Linked DNA regions of Zea mays: region 1 is linked to region 2. The links are chromatin contacts, called in public Hi-C maps. All regions are on one chromosome and are shown on one strand. Each heading gives the region's core, a stretch centred on a gene start, on an enhancer-like site or on the middle of the called end of the contact. The rest is flanking DNA. Distances are from core to core; before and after follow the strand shown. Region 1 holds the start of LOC100193565 (Vesicle-fusing ATPase). Region 2 holds the start of ZCYB (Ascorbate-specific transmembrane electron transporter 1).

Evidence for each region. Hi-C and Micro-C count contacts between places; a contact is called where the count stands out from the background.
Region 1: a Hi-C map of leaf shows a contact between it and region 2, with 6 times the contacts expected there. The contact joins the promoter of LOC100193565 here to the promoter of ZCYB in region 2. A contact is called at or near these places in 3 of 25 Hi-C or Micro-C datasets (ear, endosperm and leaf) and 1 of 3 datasets of contacts at active chromatin or transcription factors (leaf).

The regions. Positions count from the first base shown.
Region 1 is chr4:153,474,306-153,479,695 of Zm-B73-REFERENCE-NAM-5.0, forward strand. It overlaps LOC100193565 (Vesicle-fusing ATPase), which reads left to right and starts at 1,716. Exons shown (of 21, transcript NM_001358831.1): 1 at 1,716-1,984; 2 at 2,619-2,714; 3 at 2,799-2,883; 4 at 2,971-3,021; 5 at 3,204-3,374; 6 at 3,487-3,641; 7 at 3,717-3,825; 8 at 4,392-4,491; 9 at 4,582-4,637; 10 at 5,357-5,390. The coding sequence starts at 1,809.
Region 2 is chr4:153,243,278-153,248,269 of Zm-B73-REFERENCE-NAM-5.0, forward strand. ZCYB (Ascorbate-specific transmembrane electron transporter 1) reads right to left here and starts at 2,793. Exons shown (of 4, transcript NM_001147459.1): 1 at 2,534-2,793; 2 at 1,445-1,493; 3 at 1,159-1,361; 4 at 336-860. The coding sequence starts at 2,683. The coding sequence ends at 552. It overlaps TRNAP-UGG (transfer RNA proline (anticodon UGG)), which reads left to right and starts at 4,123; the gene lies at 4,123-4,194. It overlaps TRNAP-CGG (transfer RNA proline (anticodon CGG)), which reads left to right and starts at 4,504; the gene lies at 4,504-4,575.

The DNA of each region.
Region 1 (5,390 bases), core at 466-2,965, 230 kb after region 2:
GAAGGCGCACCAGACAGTGAACAGTGACTGTCCGGTGCACCACTGGACTGTCCAGTGGCCCCACTTGTCAGAGCTCCAATGGTCGAACCCTAACGGTTGGGTGACGTGGCTGGCGCACCGGACAGTGTCCGGTGGCGCACCAACGACCACTTTGGTGGTTGGGGCTATAAATACCCCCAACCACCACACTTCAAGGCATCCAAGTTTTTCAGCCAACACATTCAATACAAGAGCTAGTGCATTCAATACAAGACACAATTAGAGTGAATCAAAATCTCTCCAAGTCCCAATTCCACTCAAAGCAATAGTGACTAGAAGAGAGAGTTTTGCCGTATTCTTTTGAGCTCTTGCGCTTGGATCGCTTTTTTCTTCCCATTTCTTGTTCCCAAGATCTTTGTAATCAAAGTAAGAGACACCAATTGTGTGGTGGTACTTGTGGGGACTAAGTGTCCCAATTGATTGAGGAGAAAAGCTCACTCGGTCTAGGTGACCGTTTGAGAGAGGAAAAGGGTTGAAAGAGACCCGGTCTTTGTGACCACCTCAACGAGGAGTAGGTTTGCAAGAACCGAACCTCGGTAAAACAAATCATCGTGTCACACTCTTCATTTGCTTGTGATTTGTTTTCACCCTCTCTTTCGGACTCGCTTTTATTTCTAACGCTAACCCCGGCTTGTAGTTGTGCTTAAACTTTATAAATTTCAGATTTGCCTATTCACCCCCTCTATGCGACTTTCACATATAAACCTGATTTTGTAGATCTGCAACCTCGTCCCCAGTGGAGTCGCCAAAAAGTATGTTGGCCCTCGATCTGGGCAGCGCCAATCACTCAGGGTGTACCACCTGGCGGTGCCCACTGTGGCGGCGCGGACGGTCCGTGACCTGAGCGCAGGAGCAACGTCTTCCTTGCTTTGCATCGGACGGTCCGCGCACAGGCCCGGACGGTCCGCTATGGTGTAGGGTCTTCCTCCTCCTCGCTGGAACCTAGATCTCGCCCCCTGGGGGAAGAGATTTTAGGGCGCCCTGGTCGACAGCTCACCCGGGACGTCCCTAGACGACGTGTAGTCGCATAGGAATTAAGAGATCAATTCGAGGAAGAGACCATAGGTGGACAACTAGATCTTGCCCCAGGAAGGCGTAAGATCCTAGGGTCGTCATGGGGTCGCCAGACCACCCAAGACGGATCTAGACGACGTAGAGTCGAATAGGGGGTGAAGGTGAATGTGCGAAAGGTTACAATTAGAACTACGCTACATCTACTCCTAGAGCAGAAATGATAAAGAAAGTAATTGGTTCGATTAGAATGTGTTCGGTGGTTCTCAATCGGCCGTACCCCATTATATTTATAGAGGATGAGGTCTAGACATATTTCTAAGCGATAGCCAATAACTTTTACGTGTCACACACGAGATAAGAATAATGGCCTAAACTAATCTAATCGTGGGAGGGTGGATCGTCCGGCCCGTCCACCATTTTTGGTGCTTCAAACGGTGTTTTGATCGGTTGCTGGACACCAGAAAACCGAAGGACCGATACACCACGTTGTTCCAATCTTTATCTTCCTGTTGCCTTGGCCCATGACGTGCAACTGTAGTCCAAACAATGATGCGCAGATACTTCAAGTCCAGCCCAAATAAAAGCCCATTAATGCTACACGCTGTCACCCATCGTATCGGTCAGGTAGGCACGGCCGATCCGGCGCCAGCAGCGGCGGTGCTCGACCTTCAGGCATCAGAGCTGCGGGACATCACACGCACCGCTACGATCTCCTCCTGCGAGCGAGATCTCACCACCGCAGCGGCGCCGCGGCCATGGCGGGAAGGTATCACCAGGATCAGGGCGGGGACGGGGGCGCGTCCATGGAGGTAGTCAGCACGCCGAACCAGGAGCTGGCCCTTACCAACTGCGCATACGTCTCTCCCGCTGACCTCCGCCGCTTCCCCAACGGGCTCGCCCTCGTCGCTGACGCCTGGGTCTTCACCCTACGATATCCTTTTGTAGACGGTCTCGTAGTCCCTCGTCTGCACAGTTTATTCTGAGATCTCTGTCGCACGAGAGCTTGCCTGGCGCTTTGATCTGGTGTAGCTTCAGTTTGAATCCTGGGTCTACGGAATTCCGCGCGTTGATGTTTTGATTCTGGTACTATATTTGAGCTTTGGCGATCTTGTGGTGATAACCTGGAAATTCGATTGCACTGAAATTTTGGTCCTTGTGGAATTTGTCTCAGCAAGCATTGTAATTGTTAACTGGAACCGTTTGATCTGTTTTATGACATTTAGTTGCAGTGTAAAAGCCTTGAATGATGAATTAACTTCGAAATGCACCATCATTCTTTTATGAGTGTATAATTGAATAATGATCTGTTTCCTTATTGTATTTGCATGTTAGTGTTATACTGCTATTATCATTCTAATGTTGTGCTCAGTCGTAGATCTTTGAACTGGGTTCACCACATTGTGACCGTTGGGTAGTGGCCTAGAAATCTAGTTGTTTTAAAATAACATAACATTGTTTCAACTTTGTGAACAGCTGAATCCTATGCAGATTTGATAATATCATGTATTGTCTTTCCTAAGTTTTTTTAACCTTTCTCTTACGTTTGATCCTTAACGTATATCCACTGACCACAATGCTGTTGCAAGTGGACGCATTGCCTTGAATGCTATTCAGCGTCGGCAGGCAAAGGTTTCAGCTGGGGATTCTGTTACTGTTAGCAGGTTGGAAGTTTAACTGTCCACTGAATGAATATCCTTATGATGCTGTGTTGCCTTATTATTTGCAATATATATATTTTTGTCCAGTTTTGTCCCCCCTGATGATTTCAAGTTGGCTTTGCTCACTTTAGATCTAGATTATGCCAAGGCAAGAGCCAACCGAAATGACGAGGTACGCTATGACTGTTTATGATGCAGATCCTACTAGTGCTTGATGATTGATCAGTGTCATCTGATATTCATTGTCTTGGCTTATCAGCTGGATGCTGTTGTGCTTGCCCAACAACTCCGTAAGAGGTTTCTGAATCAGGTACGAGACTATCGGTTACTTAAATTCTTTGAGTAGGGCCCTTTTTTGCTTGGTTAGCTTTAAAGTGTATGCTATTCATGAGATGCCACTAGTGCATTATTGGATTATCAATGGCTGTAGTTTTATTATTGGTACTTATGTGCCCGATAAGTTGGTCCCCTGGGGTTGTTTACACGTTGCAGGTCATGACCTCAGGGCAAAGGGTGCCATTTGAATTTTATGGAACAAACTATGTATTCACCGTCAATCAAGCTTTGCTAGAGGGTCAAGAGAGTTCTACACCATTGGATAGAGGATTCTTGTCCAGTGATACATACATCATATTTGAGGCTGCTCCTAATTCAGGAATTAAGGTAATCTCAAACGCCCCCTATATTGTTATTATCATTCGTTTTAACTGCAAATGTGGCAGAAGCATTATTTATAAATTGTAACATACTCCAATATCCTGTTTTTGTACTGTAGGTGATCAACCAAAAGGAAGCTGCTAGCAGCAAGCTTTTCAAACATAAAGAGTTTAACCTGGAAAAATTGGGTATAGGTGGATTAAGCGCTGAATTCACTGACATATTTCGTAGGGCATTCGCTTCAAGAGTCTTTCCGCCTCATGTTGTCAGTAAGTAAGTATGGTACCTGCTTAACTACTTTTTGTACTGTTGTAATCAGGATCTTTTGCTAACGGTCTAGTACTATAGGTTGGGCATCAAACATGTTAAGGGTATATTGCTATATGGACCTCCTGGTACTGGCAAGACTCTAATGGCCAGACAAATTGGAAAGTTACTGAATGGAAAAGATCCCAAGGTATGAATTTTCTTAATGAGCACAGAGTACAAATTTGTCATTTACCTAACCATTTGTGTGATGAATGTTGTCATTCATTTTATAAGTATTATGAAGGACATTTTACTGTATATGAACATCAGATAAAAGTTGGATTGAGGAAGTTTCTTGTTTGCTGTATTGTTAGTAAATCAAAACTTAGCACTTTTTGGGTACTCTCAGTGTTGTTATTGTAAATACTAATTCAACAAAAAGCTGTAAATGTAGTTGTAGTCCGTATTGTGCTGATAAGTTTTTGTGTACTATTGATGATAATATACTTGAATGGAGCACAATTAACCAGTGGTCTGTACTTATATGATCTGTGAAAACGGACACAATAATGCAGAAGCAGAACTAGAAAATTTAGCTACAGGGTGAAATGTAGGTTAGCCATGTTGCACATCCTTCAAAATTAATAGATGTAAGAGGGTTTGTAAAACCTGTGCAGTGCATTGATTCCACAGATATTATCTTCTTCTTCTACTTATAATGCTAGATTTTTGTCAGATTAGTCTTTTACATGTCATCCTTTTTTCCAATCTCAGATTGTGAATGGACCTGAAGTTCTGAGCAAGTTTGTTGGAGAAACTGAGAAGAATGTGAGAGATTTGTTTGCTGATGCTGAAAATGAGCAGAGAACACGAGGTATGTTCCCTCATGAGGTAAAATGTTCCCATATTTCTGTGGATTGAAACCTGTTAAACACTTCATTTTTTTACCTCCTTTCTGACACAGGTGATCAGAGTGACCTCCATGTTATCATATTCGATGAAATTGATGCCATCTGCAAGGTGAAATTAATTTTCCTTTATGCTTATGTCATCATGTGTGTTGTACTATTTTCATTTGCCTATAGCTTTAGCAAGATGCCAGATTTCTCAAATACAAGGTGATAGATAAAAGAACTGTTTTCAAGTTGCCTGATTAATCGTGATTAGTCGCGATTAATTATCCAAGTCGGTTTGGACCAATCGCAATTAATCGTCCAAGTGGGTAAGCCAGAACGACCAACAAGTCGTCTGACTTGAAAACAATAAAAGATAACTGTCAATAATTCACTAGATAAGTGCATGATGTTCTTTCCGGTTTAGATTCCAGTGCAGTCTCCCAGGGTACTGTGCTTTTTATCCCCCAGAATTGTTTCATTCAAAAAAAAATCGTTATAACTGCTACATGAACTATCCTCTTAAATGTGTTGCTACAGTGGGTGATCATGTATTATAGGAAAGGCACTGGCAAAATTACCTAGTTTTAAAAGGCATTGGTTTTTCTGGATACCTGTGTTTACGTGAAACTGAAACCTATTACCTATGAATCTACGATATACTGTCCCTAAACATTTCTTTAGTTATACTTAAATCCCATGCTAAGCTCCTGCATCTATTCTAGGTCTTCTGTAAATTGCAACTGTCTATTGCATGCACCACTATACTGTGTATAATTTGATTACTTACGGATTTTATTTAAAACAATAGTCCGGCTAGCCTAAATGGAAAATCTTATAATGCAGTCTAGAGGATCTACCCGTGATGGTACAGGTGTAC
Region 2 (4,992 bases), core at 1,543-4,042:
TACGAGTAAGCGTTATATCAAATACAATGCCAATTGACAAATATAGCCCCTCCCCCTACACACACGACACACCCATCTAATCGGGTTACTATTTGATAAAAGTAACTCCATTATGCTTTTACCATGGATTACAGCAAACCAGCGCAAATAAATCAAAACTAAGAAAAGATAACTCTATTTATGATAGTTAACTTGCATGTAGATTTGTCACTTTATGTTAGACAGTTTTAGTGGTTGATTCTGAACCAGGACGATTCAAACTCAGCTCAATTTGCAATAAATATCAGAAAAAAGGTACTAGAGAATAGAGATAGCACATTATGAAGCAGGATATTCATGAAAGCAAATACACACATTTATGAAGCAGCATATTCAGTTTTGCATATACTGAAACTTTGAAGTGTCACAGAATGTATATACACACATTTATGTCTACATCTTTATTGTGATAATTCCATCACCTTCTTCGTCAATAAAGAGACATGAATATCTTATCTCCATGTGGTAACAGCCAATCTTGGCAACTGCATACGCTGTACATTTCATTTGCGCTAGTTTTCTGGAATTGGATCATAACCCTGTGGTTCTTCAAGGCGAACTGGAGCTATAGCAGCCACCACAACAGAGGCACCAAATAACACGACAACCAATGCTGTGAAGTTCACTAAGAATGCCTCTGTGCCATATTTGTCGAGACCTGAGCTCTCGAGGAAAGTGAGCTTCTCAAGAAAGCCGAGTTCTGCATTAGCCAGTGCTAAGATGTAGACAAAGAGCCCAAAGAGTACGTGCCAAGGAAGAACACCCTTCTTCACGTTTGGCGCAGCACCAGGGAAGAAGAACGTGACGAATCCAATTATCCACTGTGATCAATAAGGCAAATATAAGGTCATTCTATCACTGCATAACTATACGAGTGTTCACTTCACACTAGAATGCAGTTTCTCATTTCAGAAACTGTCTAAGAAGAGCAAGTATAAAGCTCACCAGCTACCGGCAACATATGCAAAGTTTATATTTTGAAGGAAAAAAAACACAGTATATCTCTGGTTTGTTCAATAAAAAAACAAATCATTCAAAATAAATGCAGTAGTGTTGTTAGTGTGTCAAAATCATAGTCAAAGAAGACACCTAACTTTGCCATCACATGCATGGCCTTACCTGAATACCATACAAAGTAATTGTTCCTATCCCAATCCAAGAGTGCAGGCTGTAAAGATTGGCAATCCCACTCTCATTGTGATTTTTGAAAGCAAAGTATATTCCAACCGCACCAAGGACGAGTGCAATCCCGTGGAGAATTAGATGGATCAGCTTAGTTGTGTCATGATTCGATGTTGGAAGTACCCTGTACACCATTATAGCTGACAACACGGACAAGATATCACTAAACTAAAATTTGTCATGTAACAGAAAAGAGAAGCCTGAAAGCATTTACATCATTTACCTTCACCGCCGATAATAACATAACCGATAAGCATAAGAACAGGGTGAACCTGCAATATTAAACATGTGGTGGACTCTTAAAAGCTGTAAATGAACTTATTATTCTGATTCACTAAAATTGTACAGACCAAATAAATGGTTAACTTGAAACAATAATATAACCGATAAACATTGTCATGTGCTCTTTTAACACTTCTGTAGCTAACTCTATTTGCTCTCTTCTTAATTGAGCTTCTGCCATTATGTTAAAGAAACAATAGATAGGGATTTGTGATTTGAAACGTACATGTGCAGCAAAATGCTTTGTAACTAACTTCGCCTACAAACTTTAAGCCAAATAAACACAAATTACGTGCTCTGCTAGTTTGAGGTAGAGATTCTGAATAGCGGCATAAAGTCCTGGATTGCAGAAAACTGAAGGTCCAAAGGCTGATGCCTGTTTGCGGATTCTAGCTTATGGCCTTTCTCTCTTTATTTTGTCTCACTATAGTTTGCCACAATCCTGTAAAATCTATGTTTGAGCGGATTGTTGGATTCTAGAATCTGGGCGACCGGCGACCTGGACTGTGCAATTTAGGGTAAAAAGCGCTACTACGGGTTATGAAAGCTAGAATCCACAATCTCTAACTGAAGCGAAGAAGGTCATGCCCATACTACACGCTCAGAAACAGAGCCTTCGTATGCGGAGAGATTAATAATGAGTTAACCTCCCACAATTAATAATGAGTTCACATCCCACAAAGCAGCAATTCTCGAAATCGCCAAAGCTAAAGTTAACAGCAAATAGGTTAAACGCATCATCAAGGCCACTGCAGTACTATATCATTTCATTTGCTTAATAACTCTATGATCTAGGTTTAGATTTTCCTCAATTCCTAGCTCCTGAAGCAGTCTATACACACTCACTGTCGACGTGACTTCAAATCTTACTTTTACTGTACCAAAGGGGGAAAAAAGAGCGAGCAAAAGAAGAAAAAACGCGGCTCAAAAAAAGAAAAAAAAATTTGTCGGCGTCGAAGCAGCCAGCGCCTTATCCAATCGGGCAGCACAGCACGGGGAGGGGAGAGGCACACTGAGGCAGAGTACTCACGTTGAAGATGAGGTTCTTGTTGGTGGACTCGATGGCGAGCCCACCGCGGAACTGGATGGACCAGACGAGAACCATGGCCGCCGCCGCGACGGCCAGTGCGTGCGCCGCGTACGTGAAGGGCGCCGCCCGCACGCCAAGGCCAAGCCCCATGGCTCCGCGACGCGTTCTTCCTTTTTCCTCTTCGTCGGCCCTTTTCCTTGTCCCCCCACTGCTTGGCCCTCGCGGCTGCGGCTGCTGCTGCTGCTGCCAATGAGTTGGAGGGAGGGAGAGAGAGAGAGTGCGGGGAGCGTGTGGTGTCCCCGTACCGTCTCCTATAGATGACAGTTTATTTCGTCGATTTGTTGTTGTTTTTAGTTAAGCCGAGAAAGATTTTTTTTTCCTTCTGAAATTTGGTTTCCGTGGATTCTGTTTAGATATAAGCCCAAACAGATAAGGTCAGGTGGGGTAAAACCTGACACTCACTAGGGCATTCCATTGAACTTTTGTTCGGTGTACGGGTACATTATTTATCCTTGAACTTAAAATTTATGGCATATTTGTTACGGACTACTAAACGCGTAGTTTTTCGGCCTGCTTCTTCAAGAATCATTTTAGTGAAAATCGTACAAAATCAATATAAAAGTATAATCGATCGAGTCATAGCGATATAATGAATCAATCACTTTTTAGATGCTAAGCTTTATAGACTCTTTCATCTTTCTTTGTATATAATCTCTATAATACTCAGATTCTTTTGACATCCAGATTTTAAAAAAAAACTCGTCTGAAAAAAAACTAAATCAAACAGGTTCCGCGAGCAGGTTTCTAGGCTTCTAGCCTGATCCATAGCCTTCGTGGCCCCGCATGTGTGGGGACTGGGGAAGAATAGTAGAATACACATGCGTCCGCGGGACCCAGCGCGAGGAAAGCAACTGCAAATCGCTAGCGTGGAAAAACTTGCACCGAGCAGGCGACGGGCGGTGGGTTGTTGAAATTCGTGATCCGGAAGACCAGAGGGTAGCATTGTACCTTTTGTCTTTCCACTGTGCTCGTGCAATAAGGGCATGTACAACCCAGATACTGCTGCACGGTACTCCAAGTATAAGATATAACTAAAACACAACATAATATAATGGTCATGTCTAAAACATGTGTCTTACGATATTCATTGTACCAATCAGAGCATTCAATAAATTAAAGTGACCAATCAGCTAGTCTCCTGTCTCGAACATAGAGCTAAGACACTGTGTCTTCGTCAAGATACGTGTCTTGAGTTTTTTTACATTCACCCCCCTAGACACACTGTAAGACACAACTTAAAACACCCACTGTACATGCCCTAAGGATTTTGGTTATCAGGCTTCGTGACGGCTGACGTGGCTCTCCGACTCTCCCTGACCGTCACTACTCACTCCGTCCACCGCCTATACAAACTACAAAGGCTGCAGGTAAACATCGCGAGGATCGCTGGGTGTCGGTAACGATCGCAGCGCAAAAAGGGCCGAGCCAGGGTTGACACTCGGCATTTGCAATTTATAGAAAATTGCCGTCGTGCATGTCACTTCTCTAGGCGCGCATTAATAATATTGTAATTAATCATACTAATGTCAGGGCATTTGGTCTAGTGGTATGATTCTCGCTTTGGGTGCGAGAGGTCCCGAGTTCGATTCTCGGAATACCCCTTCTTTTGATTCGTGGCAGCACTAAGATTGGTATATGTGGACTTGAAACCCCTATTTTTAATTTGTTTTGCGTAAAAGTCTCCTCCCTTTTCATTTAAAAAAGCAAAAACAACATTGTTTTTGCTGGTTTCAGACATGTGAATAGGATAGATATAAAGATGTTGAAACTGCGCTAATTCTAGCAATTTCTACTATATAGTGTTTCTTTCAAACATGGCAGCACCAAGATTGATATATATGGATTCAAAAAATGTACTAAGTCCACTTGTTCCCACACATAATTACAAAAAATGTTGCTTTTTACCAATAGGGCATTTGGTCTAGTGGTATGATTCTCGCTTCGGGTGCGAGAGGTCTCGAGTTCGATTCTCGAAATGCCCCTTTTTTGTTTGATTTTTGTTTCAAACGTGGCAGCACCAAGATTTGGTATATGTGGATTCGAAACCCCTATTTTTCGTTTGCTTTTGTTTTCCGTAAAGGTCTCCGCCCTTTTCATTCTTTCGGCAATTTATTTTGCTGGTTTCAGACATGTGAATAGGATAGATATATAGTTGTTAAAACCACGCTAATTCTAGCAATTTCTACTATACAGCGTTTCTTTCAAACATGGCAGCACCAAGATTGGTATATGTGGATTTGAAACCCCTATTTTTCGTTTGCTTTTGTTTTCAGTAAAAGGTATTGTCGGGGTTTCGGACCCGGGGGGTCCCTGGACCGACGAGTAAATTTGTCGCTGCGTGTCTCTGCCTAGATGGGTTGGTGCGAGATGGAACACAAGGGAGGGATGAGCCTTGTATT